Linked DNA regions of Sus scrofa: region 1 is linked to region 2. A link is a contact called in public HiChIP or PLAC-seq data. All regions are on one chromosome and are shown on one strand. The core of a region is the stretch at or near the end of the contact, and the rest is flanking DNA. Distances in the headings are between cores, read along the strand shown. Region 1 has its middle 98 kb from the start of PIK3R1. Region 2 has its middle 43 kb from the start of CD180.

The links. HiChIP or PLAC-seq counts read pairs in DNA pulled down with a chosen protein or histone mark.
Region 1: an H3K27ac HiChIP or PLAC-seq map of skeletal muscle shows a contact between it and region 2, with 10 times the contacts expected there. The contact joins two enhancer-like sites. A contact is called at or near these places in 2 of 47 Hi-C or Micro-C datasets (embryonic fibroblasts and liver) and 1 of 2 datasets of contacts at active chromatin or transcription factors (skeletal muscle).

The regions. Positions count from the first base shown.
Region 1 is chr16:46,333,162-46,340,418 of Sscrofa11.1, forward strand. No RefSeq gene overlaps it. Among named protein-coding and RNA genes, the nearest start is that of PIK3R1, 98 kb to the right of the region's middle. Within about 2 kb of position 2,535, at least 10 of the 83 cell types and tissues checked have an H3K27ac peak or open chromatin away from gene starts, as enhancers often do. A contact at or near this core is called in skeletal muscle, where this site is marked.
Region 2 is chr16:45,627,470-45,635,141 of Sscrofa11.1, forward strand. No RefSeq gene overlaps it. Among named protein-coding and RNA genes, the nearest start is that of CD180, 43 kb to the left of the region's middle. Within about 2 kb of position 4,227, at least 8 of the 83 cell types and tissues checked have an H3K27ac peak or open chromatin away from gene starts, as enhancers often do. A contact at or near this core is called in skeletal muscle, where this site is marked.

The DNA of each region.
Region 1 (7,257 bases), core at 1,285-3,784, 700 kb after region 2:
GGACCTGACCAGGCTCATAATGTGTACACTATTCTAAAACACAGATCCAGTCATAATACTTTTGGGCTCCCAGTTTCCCACAGGATAAAATGCCTCCCCACAGCAAGTTCCACGGTGGAGTGTCCACCACACCTACAAACCATCAACCCCATCACCCCCCACCCCCCACCCCCGTTCCAGGTCCTAACATCACCATTCTCCAAACATGCCACATGCAAGAACCCTCGGCCTAGAATTCCCTCACCCTCACTTCTCTGCCTGGAAAACCTCCATCCACTTTTCAAAATTCAGTTTAAGAGTTTCTCATTGTTCCTGGATCGTCCTCACTTTTACTAACCTGTTTTCCTGTTACCTCACTTTCACACCTTCATTGTTTCTGCATCTACTTAGTTTCCCATCATCACTCTATGTCTGTATGGTATTTTAAATCCCCTCAGGATGTGTACTTTCAATTATTTAATTAACTAGCACATGAATATGTATTAAGCAATATCCAATCCATAATTTCAAGAAGCCCCCAGGGCACCAGGCAGCCATAATGCAGTGTGACTTGAGCTGTAACTGAACACTGACCAAGGATGAGGAGGGTACCTGAGGCCATCAGAGGCTTCAAGCATACCTGTGCCTGTGTCTTCCCCTCCTACAAAGAGCCCCATGGCAAGTTCCCTGAAGGCCAAGGCATAGCCTTGTCCAGTAGTGTGTGTGCCACATGGACCATCACCTTGGGGTGGCTCTGTAAATGTAAACTGGCCTTGTCTTGAAGAAGTCACTGTACAGCTCTTTCAGGAATGTCTGGGCTCCTAATGTAATCCATTTTAACTAGAAAGATTATTCCTTTTAAGGTTTTGTCCCTTTCTAAAATATCTGCTCATGGTCCTTGACAAAAAAATGTCCTCTCTGATGCCATCCTTACTACCCTCCCCACATCATCCATTTCTTGCTCTGTCTGCCATTTCCCTCTTCACAAGGACCCAGCCAGGGTCAAATTCCTCTCCTGTGCTCACCACCAAAGATTTGGCTTCTACTTTTCTTCACTTCCTTTTTCCATAGTAATATTTGTTGTTGTTGTTAAGTTGCCTGAAAAAGTCCACGATTATTGTGTAGGACTTCTTTCAATAGAATGGGCAGGAAGAAAGGAAAGAAGAGAGGAAGGAAGGAAGAGAGTGAGGGAGAGAGGGAAAGGAAAGGAAAGGAAAGAAGGAAGGAAGAGAAAGGAAAGGAAAGAAGGAAGGAAGGAAAGAAGAAGCAGGAAGGGAGGGAAGGGAAAAGTCCTGCCTTTTGGCTTTCAATCTAGTGTGACTTCTGTTTTAGGTACTGGAGTTGCTAAATAGGAGAGTCACTGTTATCTGTTTAATTCAAAAATCATGATTTTCCTGTGAACTGTTCTAATCTTGGCTTCAGCAGCAGATGGTCTTACACCTAAAATAAGACTAGCTTCACGCCTACTTGTTTTCTGTTTAAATTCTTTTTTATAGGATGATGAAAGGCTGCAGGTTAAAATGTTCACATTTGCTGTGATTACTTATTGCAGAAGTTTCCAGACTTGAAAGATGCAGCTGTAAAATATACAACAAAGCCTGCTTATCCATGTCTCGCCAGGCCTTGACACTGTTTGCATAGGGTCTAGCGGACCCAGGCACTCAGTACCTGTCTTAGTGCACTGGCCCATGATGGTTCAAGACACCAATTTTTTCTTAAGGTGGGAGTCATAGTCCTGTAATATGGAATATGGAATATTCCTGCAATTCTCTCTTTCTGACATCCAAGTCTTTCAGATTACACATACAATCTCCTTTCCTCCTAAGATTCATTTTCAGCAACAGGGCAACTGTTTGTACATTAGGGTTCCCTCTTTATCAAATAGGAGCACATTTGGAAGACCAATATTTCTTGAACAGATGAGACAAGAGTTCAAGTCTCATGTCAGAGTAGTGAGTAGTAGACAATCATAGGGACATTGGGTTTGGTCAACTGCAGGGTTCTTGTTTGGTTTTGCTGATGTGGACATGCAACTTTGGGGTGAAACCTAATTTTTCAGGACCACAGAAACATGGTTGAGAGCTGCCACCTTCTCAGCTCTTCCTGCAGGCTCATCCTTTGGCCTTCCTTCTAAGTAAACATCGATTAAATATTTTAACAGCACTCTTGAAAGAGGAGACAAATCACCAGCCTGTCCAGAGAATCCAGTGTCTTTTTCTCCTTGCTTGGTGGTAGCAGATAGCTCAGAACTCCTCACCGCCTAGCTTGTGTTGCTTTTCGTCTAACTCATTCCCTTATATCGTTGCCAGTGTTCAGACTCATCAGCCACTACTTTGATGACATGTATCCTCCCAAGGTCTTCTAGAATTTTCCCTCTTTTGACTTGGCATTCTACTTCTGAGAAAAATTTCAGTGTCAACTCTTTATTCCAGAATATGCTGAATAAAACTAGCTGGGCACCATTTCGGAGGTCCCCCCATGCCACCCCCACCCCCCATTCAGAGAAGGGCCTATTTTCTTTGGGTGGAAGGTTGTAAGCATATGGAATTCGTTACCAGAAGAGTTGGTTCGGGCTGTTTCCGATCCCCAAGCCAGTTCCCTAACCATGACAAAACATTCCCCACAATCTCATCATGACTCATTTTTATTTTTAAATAACCTCTGCTGTGGAACTTTGTCAAGGCTTTTTGAAAGGTTAAAGAAATTATGTCCGCATGCTTTTGACCTCCTCAGAGAATTTAAGTAAATGAAGCACATTCTCTGCTCAGAGAAATCACTGGTTTGCTGAAGATCCTATAACTGCCCTGTAACTCCTAGATGTGAATTTATCTAAATCTTAACATGTGCTCATCCTTCTACCCCCTGTCAGGGGATATAAAGGCATAAAGATATACAGACATAGTCTTTGGTATTAAACTGCTCGAAATCAAGACAGAGAGGCTAAAAAAAAGTCACAAAATCATGAGTGAACAATAACATACATGAGTGTGGTGGTGACTAAAATTATAAAAGGAGTTGGGAAAATCAAGTGCATTCAGAAGAAGATGGAAAAGCTTCATAGAGAAGAAAGCCCTTGAGTTGGGTCTTAAAAGCTGAGTGGGGAGTTCCCATCATTGCTCAGTGGTTAGCGAATCCGACTAGGAACCATGAGGTTGTGGATTCGATCCCTGGCCTCGCTCAGTGGGTTAAGGATCTGGCGTTGCCATGAACTGTGGATGCGGCTTAGATCCTGCATTGCTGTGGCTCTGGTGTAGGCCGGTGGCTACAACTCCGATTCAACCCCTAGCCTGGGAACCTCCATATGCTGCGGGAGCGGCCCTAGAAATGGCAAAAAGACAAAAAAAAAAAAAAAAAAAAGCTGAGTGGGATTGATAGAGACAGGAAGAAGGGAAGAAAAGGGATGCCAGGGGTTTTCAGATATCAGAGAAATAAAAGATAGGGAAATAGTGTGAGCAAAGACTAGCAGTAGAATCATCTTGTTGGGGTGGAGGAAACACATGAAGGAGTCTGACAGGTTGCAAGAAACAAAATGAAGAAAGGCCTGGAACAACCAGTCTCAAGAGTTGGAACCTGATAATAGAGGTGATAGTTATGAAGGACTATCTTTAAAATCGAATGTTTCAAAGAAAACGAGTTGTTGATAGATGGGAAAGAGAGATGATTTACTGAAGGGCCAGCGAGGCAAGCCAAAATTGAGTATGTTAAATTCTGTTTAGATCAGAATAGAGTAAGCATGAGTGAAAAAGAAGGGAAAGAGCTCAAGAAGGAGAAATGGAAGAAGGGAGGAATGGTAAATAATGGGTGTGAAGTTCTAAAGGATTTATTCTTGGTACCAAAATCTGTTTCCTAGGGCTGTCATAGCAGAGCACCACAAAATAACAGAAGTTTATTTTGTCATCAGTCTGAAGGCTAGAAGTCCCAAATTCAGGTGTTGGCAGGGCTATACTCCCTTGAGGGCTTCATGGAAGAATCCTTCCTCACCTCTTCTGGCTTCAGGTGGTTGCCAGCAATACTTGGTGTTCCTTGTTTTGCAGCTGCTGACTCCATCTCTGCCTCCATCTTCACAGGAGCTTCTTCCCTGTTGCCTGTATCTCTCCACATCCTCTTCTCTTCTTGACAAGAGTCATTGGATTTAGGGCTCACCCTAATCTAGTATGATCTCATCTTAAATAATCCTATCTGCAAAGACCTTATTTACAAATAATGTCCCATTCTGGGGTTCTAGGTGGACATGAATTTGGGGGGAACACTCTTCATCCCAGCACACAGGATAAAATCCAGAAAGCACATGGAGGGGTTAGTCTTACAGGATTTTAAGGAGAGGAAATTGTAAGGGAAGAAAACATCTTCCTGCCTTTTTTTTTTTGGTCATTGTAAAGCAGATTTTTTTATATAATGATTTTTATTTTTTTTCATTATAGCTGGTTTACAGCATTCTGTCAATTTTTTGCTGTACAGCAAGTTGACCCAGTTACACATACATGTCTATTTTCTTTTTTCTCACATTATCATGCTCCATCATAACCAGACATGGTTCCCAGTGCTACACAGCAGGATCTCATTTCTAATCTACTCTAAAGGCAATAGTTTTCATCCATTAACCCCAAGCACCCAATCCATCCCACTCCCTCCCCCTCCCCCTCCCCCTTGGAAATCAGATTTAGAATGCTTTATACCAGAAACAGAATTTATACCAGTTAACAAAGTATATCAACATGTATGTCAATGTATATTGTTACTTTTATGTTTCAAACTCAGAATTAATATCTATAACTTCTGAATAAGCATTATACAACAAAATGTTACTGGGTTTTTTTTCTATAACTTAAGAACTATTTTTTCTTTTTCTTATTTTTCACTCAGTTTTATTACATTTTCTTTTTTTTTTTCCCCACTGTATAGCGTGAGGACCCAGTTACACATACACGTATACATAATTTTTTCTCCCATTGTCATGTTGCATTGTAAGTATCTAGACATAGTTCTCAGTGCTACACAGCAGGATCTCATTGTTAGTCCATTCCAAAAGCAATAGTTTGCATCCGTTAAATAGTTTCAAATGATGCAACTGACAAGGGCTTAATTTCTAGAATATGCAAGCAACTTCCTGCCTTCTTAGATTTGAGCCGAAGAGTTAAACTGGCATAAGACTGGGTAACAGAAGAAAATCGTGCAGGTTTTATTTGATGCTTTTACATGCACACAGGAGTCTTCTAAAGGAAAATGAATACACAAACAAGCTATTAGGCCCCAAAGCTTATTTAACTATTTACTATGCTTTAGTTAAATTACTCTTTTTCCCATTGTGGTTCATAAGGTTAAGGGCCCTACATAGTCTCTGTGAGAATACAGGTTCGATCCCTGGCCTTGCTCAGTGGGTTACTGATCAGGTGTTGCCACAAGCTGCAGCAAAGGTTGCAAATGTAGCTCAGATGGTATTGTTGTGCTGTGGCATAGGCCCCAGCTGCAATTCTGTTCAACCCCTGGCCTAGGAATTTTCATATACTGCAGGTGCAGCTATAAAAAAATTAAAAACTAATCTTGCTTCTTTCAGAGGTTCTGATAACTTGGGGCAGAGTGACATAGAAAGAAAACTCTTCATTCCCTCCTACTCCTCTTTGAAATCACTGATTCTGCTCAAACCCTCATTTTAAGAGTGAGGGAATGGAAACAGAGTATTTGCCCTGGAACCTATTTTGTTAAAGCAGAGGACCGCAAAGAACCACGGCCAGTCACCTCCCAGGCAGTGACCTTCCCTCTCCTAGGCAGTAGGCAGGCTTGATTTGGCATGGCAGTCACCCCAGGAAAGCCTGGCCATTTTCCATAGCTATATTCACAACATTTGAGGAACGCTCAGGCAGCTGTCCTTGGTGTTTCAGGACATGGTGTCTCCCCATAGTGTTGTACAAATTCACTGGAACAGGTGGCTCACCCAACCTTTCTTCATGATGCTGTTGAATATGAACTGGCTGGAGCAGACTGGCCCCACTGTGGGATCCTATTCCTGGGACGCAGATGTCAAACCACACCAAACAATTAAGTCATGTTGGGATCCCTCTTCATCAGCATGTCAAACACCTCTTCCAGGACCCAAATTCAGTCTCCCTGAAAGTTGTCTGATTAAACTTCTAAAAACCTCATGGGTTGTGGCTCTTTATGGCACATATGTTATTTATCAATAAAAAGTGTGTTTTTTTTTTTTTTAATCTATGGATTAACTGCTTGAGTCATGTGCAAGCACTAAGAACAAATGGAAATCCACATGATGTTCTAGGGGAGAACCTAGATTTATGGCACCAGAGTAAGAGCAGACATTTAGCTCAGCTTTAAGAAGCCCCACCTCCACTGCCTTTGACCTCAAGTCCCTCATGTTTGCAAGGGTTTTATCTATGCGGTTATTTTTTACATAACTGGCTTTAGTAACAGATTTTCTTTCCTATTATTTCAGTTGGTTCTGGACTCAATGGAAAACTATCAACAAAAGAAAAATGTTGAAGTAATTACTAAAGATAAATTTGTGTATTTTGGGGGAATGGGTATCAATAAGGCTAATTTGAAAATAATATTGTTTTTATTATTCAGTTCTTTAAAACTTGCTTATTTCCACTTTTCATTCCAATTTATTGGGAATAGACCTTGTGCTTAGAGGTTAGAGCAAAAGAGTTTTTCAGATTGTCTGGGTTTGAAATCCTGCTGTTCTAACTTTACTTTGATCTTCAGCAAGTTAACTTACTTTTCTGAGCCTCAGTTCCCTCATCTGTAGGTATGATGATGATACCTAAATCATAGAATGTTGGCAAGAATTAAATTAAATGAGAAAATTTAGGTAAATTATTTAGCACAGTCATACCTGGTAGATCATAATCACTCTCATACTCTTATTATTATCATTAACAAATTTTTATTATTATTCCATGAGTTTCTTCTCCTGCTTTAACTTATCTAAAAAGTTGGATTTTCTCCCCAAATAATTTTTATTTATTTTATTTTAACTTTATGGTCACACCTGTGGCATATGGAAGTTCTGGGGCCAGAGATTGAATCCAAGCCATGGCTGTGACCTACACCACAGCTGCAGCAGTGGCAGATCCTTTAACCCACTGTGCCAGTCTGTGGATCAAACCCACACCTCCACAGAGACCTGAGCTGTGGCAGTTGGATTTTTAACTCCCCCAAGAGTAATTTTTATAGAAACTCCAGCAGTAAATAACAGAGTAGTAGTCAAAGAGCAGGCTCCCCCTATACTTTTATTTCATAGATAGAACATTCCATATCACT
Region 2 (7,672 bases), core at 2,977-5,476:
TTGATAGAAGCAGAAGACCTGGGGTTTATGTTGAAATTTTTGATGTGTCCTCTAGTGGTTCTGAGACATTGGCAGGAGTGCCATTTATTTCATTGTTTCTTTGCTCAGTTTTCACTCACATATATTAGGACGGGACCTCAGATGCCCACAGTAGAGAAGTGAATCAGAAGACTTGGATCTACTGACAGCTGCAAGACTTCTTATTTATGAGAAAGTTGTGCTGTTTATATTCTAGCCTATTAGTTGTGTTTTCAGGATAACATCTTTGGTGTTGAGAAAGTGCCACCTGCTTGTTGTTGCGATTGCACTGTTGCCATTTGTCTGTTTTGCTAATGATTCGCTGCAGTTGAAACATGGTGTGACTTGGTTTGGTTCCCAGCTTCTAAGACCACAGGAAACACAGACAGGTACCTGCTTGATTCTCTGAGGCTGCAGACACTCCTCGGCATGGTGGCACAGTACATGCTGAACCCTCAGTGTCTTCTCACATCCGCCATCAGGCCCTCGCCCAGAGGACTTGGGGGATGCTCGAGAGAACTTTGTTGATTTGGGCTCGAGGTCAGGAAGTCTGTCTTAGACTTTAGGAAACTTAGCTTAAGGAATATTAAAACGTCTCGTAAAGGAGGTTCGGAAGGTTGGCTAGTAGTTGATTAATGAGACTTGAGTCATCTTGTCTTGGTATTTAATCAGTTAATAAATTATTTTAATATGAAATTTCCTTTTTTCTTAAAAAAAGTTTGTCCTTGACAGTAAAAAGTTGCCTAGAATGTGGTCTTTGGTGACTTCTCGTGAAATATACCCTACCCCTCCTCAATGTGGAGAAACAACAGAGGAGAAGGGAAATTTAGAGTTTATTTATTCTAATATAGGGTCAGGAATCAAACAGATTTGTTTTGGTTCCAAGTTCACTGCACAATTTTAGCATTATTAATAGTCAACCAAGTATTTAATAGTCAATCAACAAGAACTGGAGACTGTGGTTTCACTTTCGAGATTCACATACACCAAAAACAACTATTAGGGAGCAATACCCAAGCACACACTTACTACTAGCCTATTTGTACACACCCTTATCCCAGAAACTGGATAAAGTGGTCTGCAACAGTGATGCATAAAATAAATGATGATAAAATGGAAATTGGAGGAACTGGGAGATCCTAGATCAAGGCAAAGTCTGATGCAAAGTAACCAAAGGACTACAGGTGTGTCCCATGAAGCCTCATCTGCACTCACAACCCGCCGTCTCTGTGTCAGTAAGCCAGGCTGGAGCCAATGCAAAAGGACTGCAGAAAGTAAAGGACTCAGAAGCCTTCCTTGATAAAATAAACCCTTTGAGTGTTTAGAATTTTCATCACCACTCAGTTGACTGCACACTAGAAAGTGAAACAGTTTAATAGAGTTAATGTACTTGCATATGAAATCACCGTGCATTGCTAGAGAAGGCAGTACGGAGCAGGCAGTCTTACTGCTCAGAGGGCACACATGGGAGATTAGTGCCCTGAGGCTGAGGCCCACGTGGGCAATGCAAAGACCTTGTACCCAGGGCGGGAGACAGCAGGGTGCAGGTGAGGAGCTCTGACAGCAAGGTGACCTATACCACAGTTTTTTCCCCTAGCATTGGTTCTAGTGTAATACATTACAAAACAAAAGGAGGCAAAGGATTTATAAGTGCTTGGTAGAGAAATATGTACACTTGGTTCTAAGAAAAAGAAAGAAGCCTGGCAAGGGATATCCTCTTTTCACAGAATACTTTATTGGATGTTAGTTATAACAGGATCTTTCTAATAAAGCCAAATAAGACACAGGGAAGCAAAGAGTTCACATTAGTATGATTTTATTTCACAGTCTTTTGCAAACTTTCGTGGGTCATATCGTGATGCAGGGAACAGATATCTGCAAATGACCTTAGGTGCCCTCTCTGGTTTGCCTTAACAGTGATTCAGGCTGGCCCTGGGTGTTTCCCTTGCCAGGGAGTGGTGCTGCATCCAAGCTCAGCTTCTCACAGGAAGGGTGGCTTTTCTTCTTAGCAGGGAAGCCTGCAATCCCACATGGGCCTCAAGATCTCTGGATGCTGGATGCCTGGCTTTCCCAGACAATTTCCGTAAGCAACTGGCATCTAAATACAGCCCACTTAGCAGCAGGAGACTGTCTGTACTTCCTATAACAAAGCACCTTCTCCTGTGTGTCTAAGACACAAAGTCATAGAGAAAGGGGGTTTGGACATAAGCCACACTACCTGTCCAGTGGGGTGCCCTGGCCCCCTCTCCATGGGGACAATGGGTGACCCCACGTCGTCTACTCTTGCTGAGCCTAGCTTTGCAAACCTCCGCTTTCCTCAGCAAAGCACTTTCCTTAACCCATATTCTGTGACGTTGCATTTACTTGCAGACAGGTTGCCATCCAAGAGATCCACCTTTGGAGCAATTGTTATGAAGGCAATAGAAGTTAGAGTCTTTTATAGCCCAGGTTTAAATGGTGACTCCAAAGTCCTTTTCAAGGACATACAGAAAAATGGCATTTTCTTTGTGATTCCTCTTGTGTTCAGGGTGAGCTCTCAACCTGGAGTAACTGACTCTTCTTAGGAACCATTATAGCCTTGTGTGGTAAAACGCTCCCTCTCCTTAAATTCTAATCTCATCCCTGTTAATTGTGTTGCTCTCTGTAGGTAAGTCCTACAAATGAAGTGTTTATGTCACATTTCACACTGACTCCTGAGTGAATGATACAGACCGCTGTGGATGGTTTCGTTAACACAGTCACCGTCACTAATGATTATTTATCCAGCTCGGGCTGGGTGCTCTGTTCTGGTGCCTGCATGCTGAGTGAATGCTAGCATTGGTAACAAATAGGGGTTCTAATGTCATGGAAACAGCAAAGCCTTATATAAGTGGAAAGTCATCCTCAGTTATTACTCTTTTTATTGTTGTTATTGTTGTTGGAACATTAATTAATTCAGTTCTGTCCTGTGAATTGAACTTTAACCAGGATTAGTTTTTATGACAGTGAAGGACATTGCTCATGAATGAGAGAAAATAAGGATTGAATTGGTTTTCACAAGTCTTTTAAGCTTTGTGCCTGAATATAGCAGAACCCTGTTCTTGCTTTCTTTTTTATTAAATAGTTTATTGTGAAGATTCAAATGGGTCATGAGTCCATAATGTCCCCTAAACAGAACATCTGCTTAAAAATCAGTCTCATATCACATAATCAGCTCACTTAGGATATTGAGCACTATTTGCCGTTTTCAGTACTAACAAAGGATTTTATTAACCTGTAGACAAAAATCTAAATCATTAAATAAAGTAGAACACTGAGTGCTTGTTAAATTGAAGAGCTATACAAAGACAGATAATTATCATAATAGATTGAGGATTTTACATTATAGGAAGATTTGCTCCCTTTAGTTTTTTTTTTTTTTTTTTTTTTAACCCCCAACTATAAGGACTATGATTGTTGCTCACAGTCATGGTGGGTTCAAGACATGTATGATTATGTGTGTGTGTGTGTGTGTGTGTGTGTGTGTGTGTGTGTATTTTTTTCCTTTGGCTGCACCAGCAGCATGCAAAGCTCCCAGGCCAGGGATTGAACCTGCATCACTTCAGTGACAATGCCGATTCCTTAACCACTAGGCCACCAGGGAATTTCATTATTTTTAATGGAAGAGTAAAAGCCCGTGAACCCACGGCCTATCCACAGAACAAAGACATCACTGAAAATATCTACCCATACTGTTAGTTTTAATGGTAAATTAACCTGTATTGCCCTTAATTGGTTGTTTTCGGTATCATTATTATAGTTATAATTTCTTGCAACAAGAAATTATTAGTTACTTGCAACAAGTAACACTTGCAGATACATTTTAAGACTATATTGACTATTAAAATTTATCTCCACAGGCTATATACGCTGCATGCCATAGGACATAAAACTAATACAACCAATGCTGGCTGCTTTTGGTTACTCAGAAATTACCATGCTCTTTGGGGTCCTCTGTTTGCAATCACAATCTCATAGATCTTAATAGAGAATTGTACTCCTAGCAGGTGTCAACATCCCATGTTCCTAGGCCTCCTGACTGTTTAGTTGCAATCTTTAGTTGATTAATTTGCTCACCTATTTATTTATTCAGAGAACACTTGTTGAGAGCCAAGAACTAGGCTTGGCTCTAAGTCAAATGCCAAGTGGCAGAGTTGCGAAGAGGTCATGGTAACGGGAAGTTAATGCCTCTGAGAAAAGCTCTGTTTGGGCAGCAGGGCGAGGGCTGTGCTGTCTGTCCTTGGGAGAGTTAGCGGAGGCCAGAGGAGCTGATTTTTCACATGGGGACTTTTGTATGAAGAGGTGGAAGTTTAAGGCAACAGTGAATAAAGTTACTCTGGTATTAGGAGAACAGGGAAGGAGATTTCTTCAGGCACCTCTTCCTCCTCTGAAAGCCTGCAGGCCTTTTCATTTTACCTGCCAGAGCCAGGGAAAGAAAAAGGACAGAGTTCTTCTGAGATCCCAACCCTTGGCTAGGGTTTATTCTATGCAGATCCTGTTGGAGCTAAATGTAAACAAACAGAAAGGTATCCTTGCACTGTCTGAGAATGTGCAGATATAACGAGCAGCAAGCACATAATTGTGAGAAGCCTTTGTAGTTCCAACATCTTCACCCACCACATAGATACAAAGTGTATTGTAATATAAGAAATATTACAGTGCTATCCCCAAAGTAATTATCTTCTGTCTGTTATACAGCTACTCAATTCTGTGTCTTTTCTATGATGGAAATACAAAATGCATTTGGAAAACCCCCAGAATCAAACACAATACAGTGTCTCCTGAGGTTTCTCCTTCATCTGTTTGCCAGAGATAATGGGGGGAAAGACTAGTGAACAAAGAGTAAAAAAGCATCGTTTGGCTGGGTAGTCTATATAATAATGCCGTAGCAACAATTCTTTGTTTCTTAGAGTAATCGAGTCAAAGGCTTATCATAATATGATTGTGTAGCCGGAGCAGACAGCAGATTTCTGTGGACCTGAGCCTCTCAATTAGATTTCTGTGGCTTAGCCACAGGAAGCCATCAGAGGTTAAAGATTTAATTTTTCTCAGTGGTGTGTCCTGAAGAAAAACGATCAGTTTGTGATTTCCTAACCGCCTCTCTATCTTGTAACATTTTATTTTCTCTGCTTTCTCCTGCCATTGTCATTTTGGTTCTTCATTATTACGATTGTGATGTGACATTATCTTTGTTCTCACTTCCTGGAATTATCCTCTGGTTAGGATAGTTTGCCCTGGGTGCCGGAGATCCATAGCTCGTCTAGACTGGCCTGAAGTCCAGGCATCTCTGGTAGGTACCCATGTTGGGATCAGAAACCATCCCACCTCATGATAAAGAAAGCTATTCACAAGTTCCATTTAAATTTTCTCTCAGCAGATGGGCTTCTCTCATGGAATGTACTGAAAATCATTTTCAGATTTCAAAGAGACCTCTTAGTACTTGGCAGGCAGAGCTAAGACATAGCAAGGCAGTGAGGGTTCTTTTCATGACGAGGCCTTATATTCTCAGGAGTATTAGAATGATATTTTATTTTACTTCTTTTAACTCCACAGAGGCCCTCGGAAGATGGAGATTTTGATATTCTGTACTTTGCCAAGCAACGGAAACTTAACTGTCAAGAGCTATGCCCTGGGAACCAGTCACAATGTGCAATGATGCCTGTAGAAAATGGCCGGGAGGCCTGGAAATCTAAGAACCGAGTTCAGTTTCTGCAGCCTCCTTTGCTTTCGAAGGTGAATGGGATTGGCTTTTTTGTTCATTTCACTTATATCAGTTTTTCATTTAATGAAAGTGTGGTGACTCATGTTTACCTCTCCCACCTTCTGGGACAAGGTGGGAAAAGGTGAAGAGAGTCCCTGTTCATCACCCCACTAAAGGAGGGGTGCTCATCCCATCCTTTCTCACTGAGGACACAGGTTCGCAGAACCAAAACAATGAAGATCTCCCTTGAGTTATAATTGAGTTACATAAAGGCTTTAAGAAGTTTTACTGATTTCTTTCTGCATTCTCATTGGCTCCTTATTACAACCCTGCAATTTAGATGGTATTATTATTATTCCATTTTACAGACCAGACAACTGAGGCACAGAAAGGTAAAGTAACTTGCCCAAGGTCACACAGCTAGTATGATGTGGAGCAGGATCCAAACTCAGAGGTATGCTCTGAAGTCCGTGCTCTGAGTCCTCAAGCTTGGCTTATGCTCATGCTTGGTGGTGGCTGGATCTTCTCTTAGGAAAACAATAAATACTGCATATTTGTTTAAAAACAAACAAACAAAAAACAGACAACAAACCAGCAGGCTCCTACAACCTCTTTGAAATTGCAGATGACCTGTAATTTTGTGTCTACTACTTTCCAGGTAGTATTTCAAGTAGTCCAAGCCCTGGTCCTCAGTAAGGCTGCTCATGGTTTGGAATTTGCCACAAATTGGGATTTTGTTGGCCTTTTTGGTGACCTGTCGACTTTTCCTAAGAATTAGGAAGCTTTTACCCCAGGCTTAAACCCTCAAAATATAAGTAAAAGAGAAACAAAAGGAAGTGGCTTCTCAATTGTAAATTCTACAGGAAAGTGCAGAAAAATCAATGGTGGTGTTTTGATAGTCAAAGTCAAAGAATTCATTTCCTTTTTCAGAAGGAACCACTTTTAATTTGTCAGAGTTTATAGCCTTATATAATTTATGTACTCCCCTGTTGTTGGAGGCTCATGGAAACTCAGGGAAATTGCTCTAGTAAACCATAATCATTGTATTTTTGAATTTTGGATCCTCCACTGGGGATTGTGTTTAATGCCCCATTTTGTGATTCTGATGTACTATGTGACATCTGAATGGTGAGTGTTTTCCCCTAATGTGACCTTAAGCTTAGAGACCCAAGTTGTGTTAATTTGTAACAAAATGGAGTTTTTTGTTGACTTGTTCAACTGTCCTTGTCTTTGATGCTATGTTCCAACTTAGGTTAGGGAATAATTTGCAGAACTGCCTATTCTTTCTGAATTTCAGAAAAAAATTACAACAAAGACCCATCCCAGATGTAGCTTGCTCTTCCTTTTTTCCTCCTTCCTTCCCTTTCTTTCTCTCTCTCTCTTTCTTTTCCTTCCTTCCTTCCTTCCTTCTTTCCTTCCTTCCTTCCTTCCTTCCTTCCTTCCTTCCTTCCTTCCCTCCCTCCCTCCCTCCCTCCTTCCCTCCCTCTCTCCCTTCAAAGTCTTATTTAACATTGAGGCCCTCTGGGCAATAAATTCCTTACCTCCTCAGATGCAAAATAGGCAAAGGTGTAACTTGGTGAGTGAAAATAGCTCAGGAATGGACAAAGAACTAACATATCTAGAGGTTCGTGTACCAGGAATTATGCTAGTGCTTTATGTATATATTCTCATTTAATTTGCAAACTAATCCTATGAAGCAGTTACTAATCACCCCATTTTATGACTAAAGAAAGCGTTATTTAAAGATGGAGTATTTTTCCTGAGGGCTCAAATTAAATAAGGACTGAGACTGAAAAGCAAACATAGGTCTTCCTGGTTGTAAAATGCATACTGCTCACACCAAACCATTCGCCATGACTCACAGGCCTGAATTTATTCATTTGTTCATTCATTTCACAGATTTTTATTGAGTACCTGCTCTGTGCCAGGTACTCA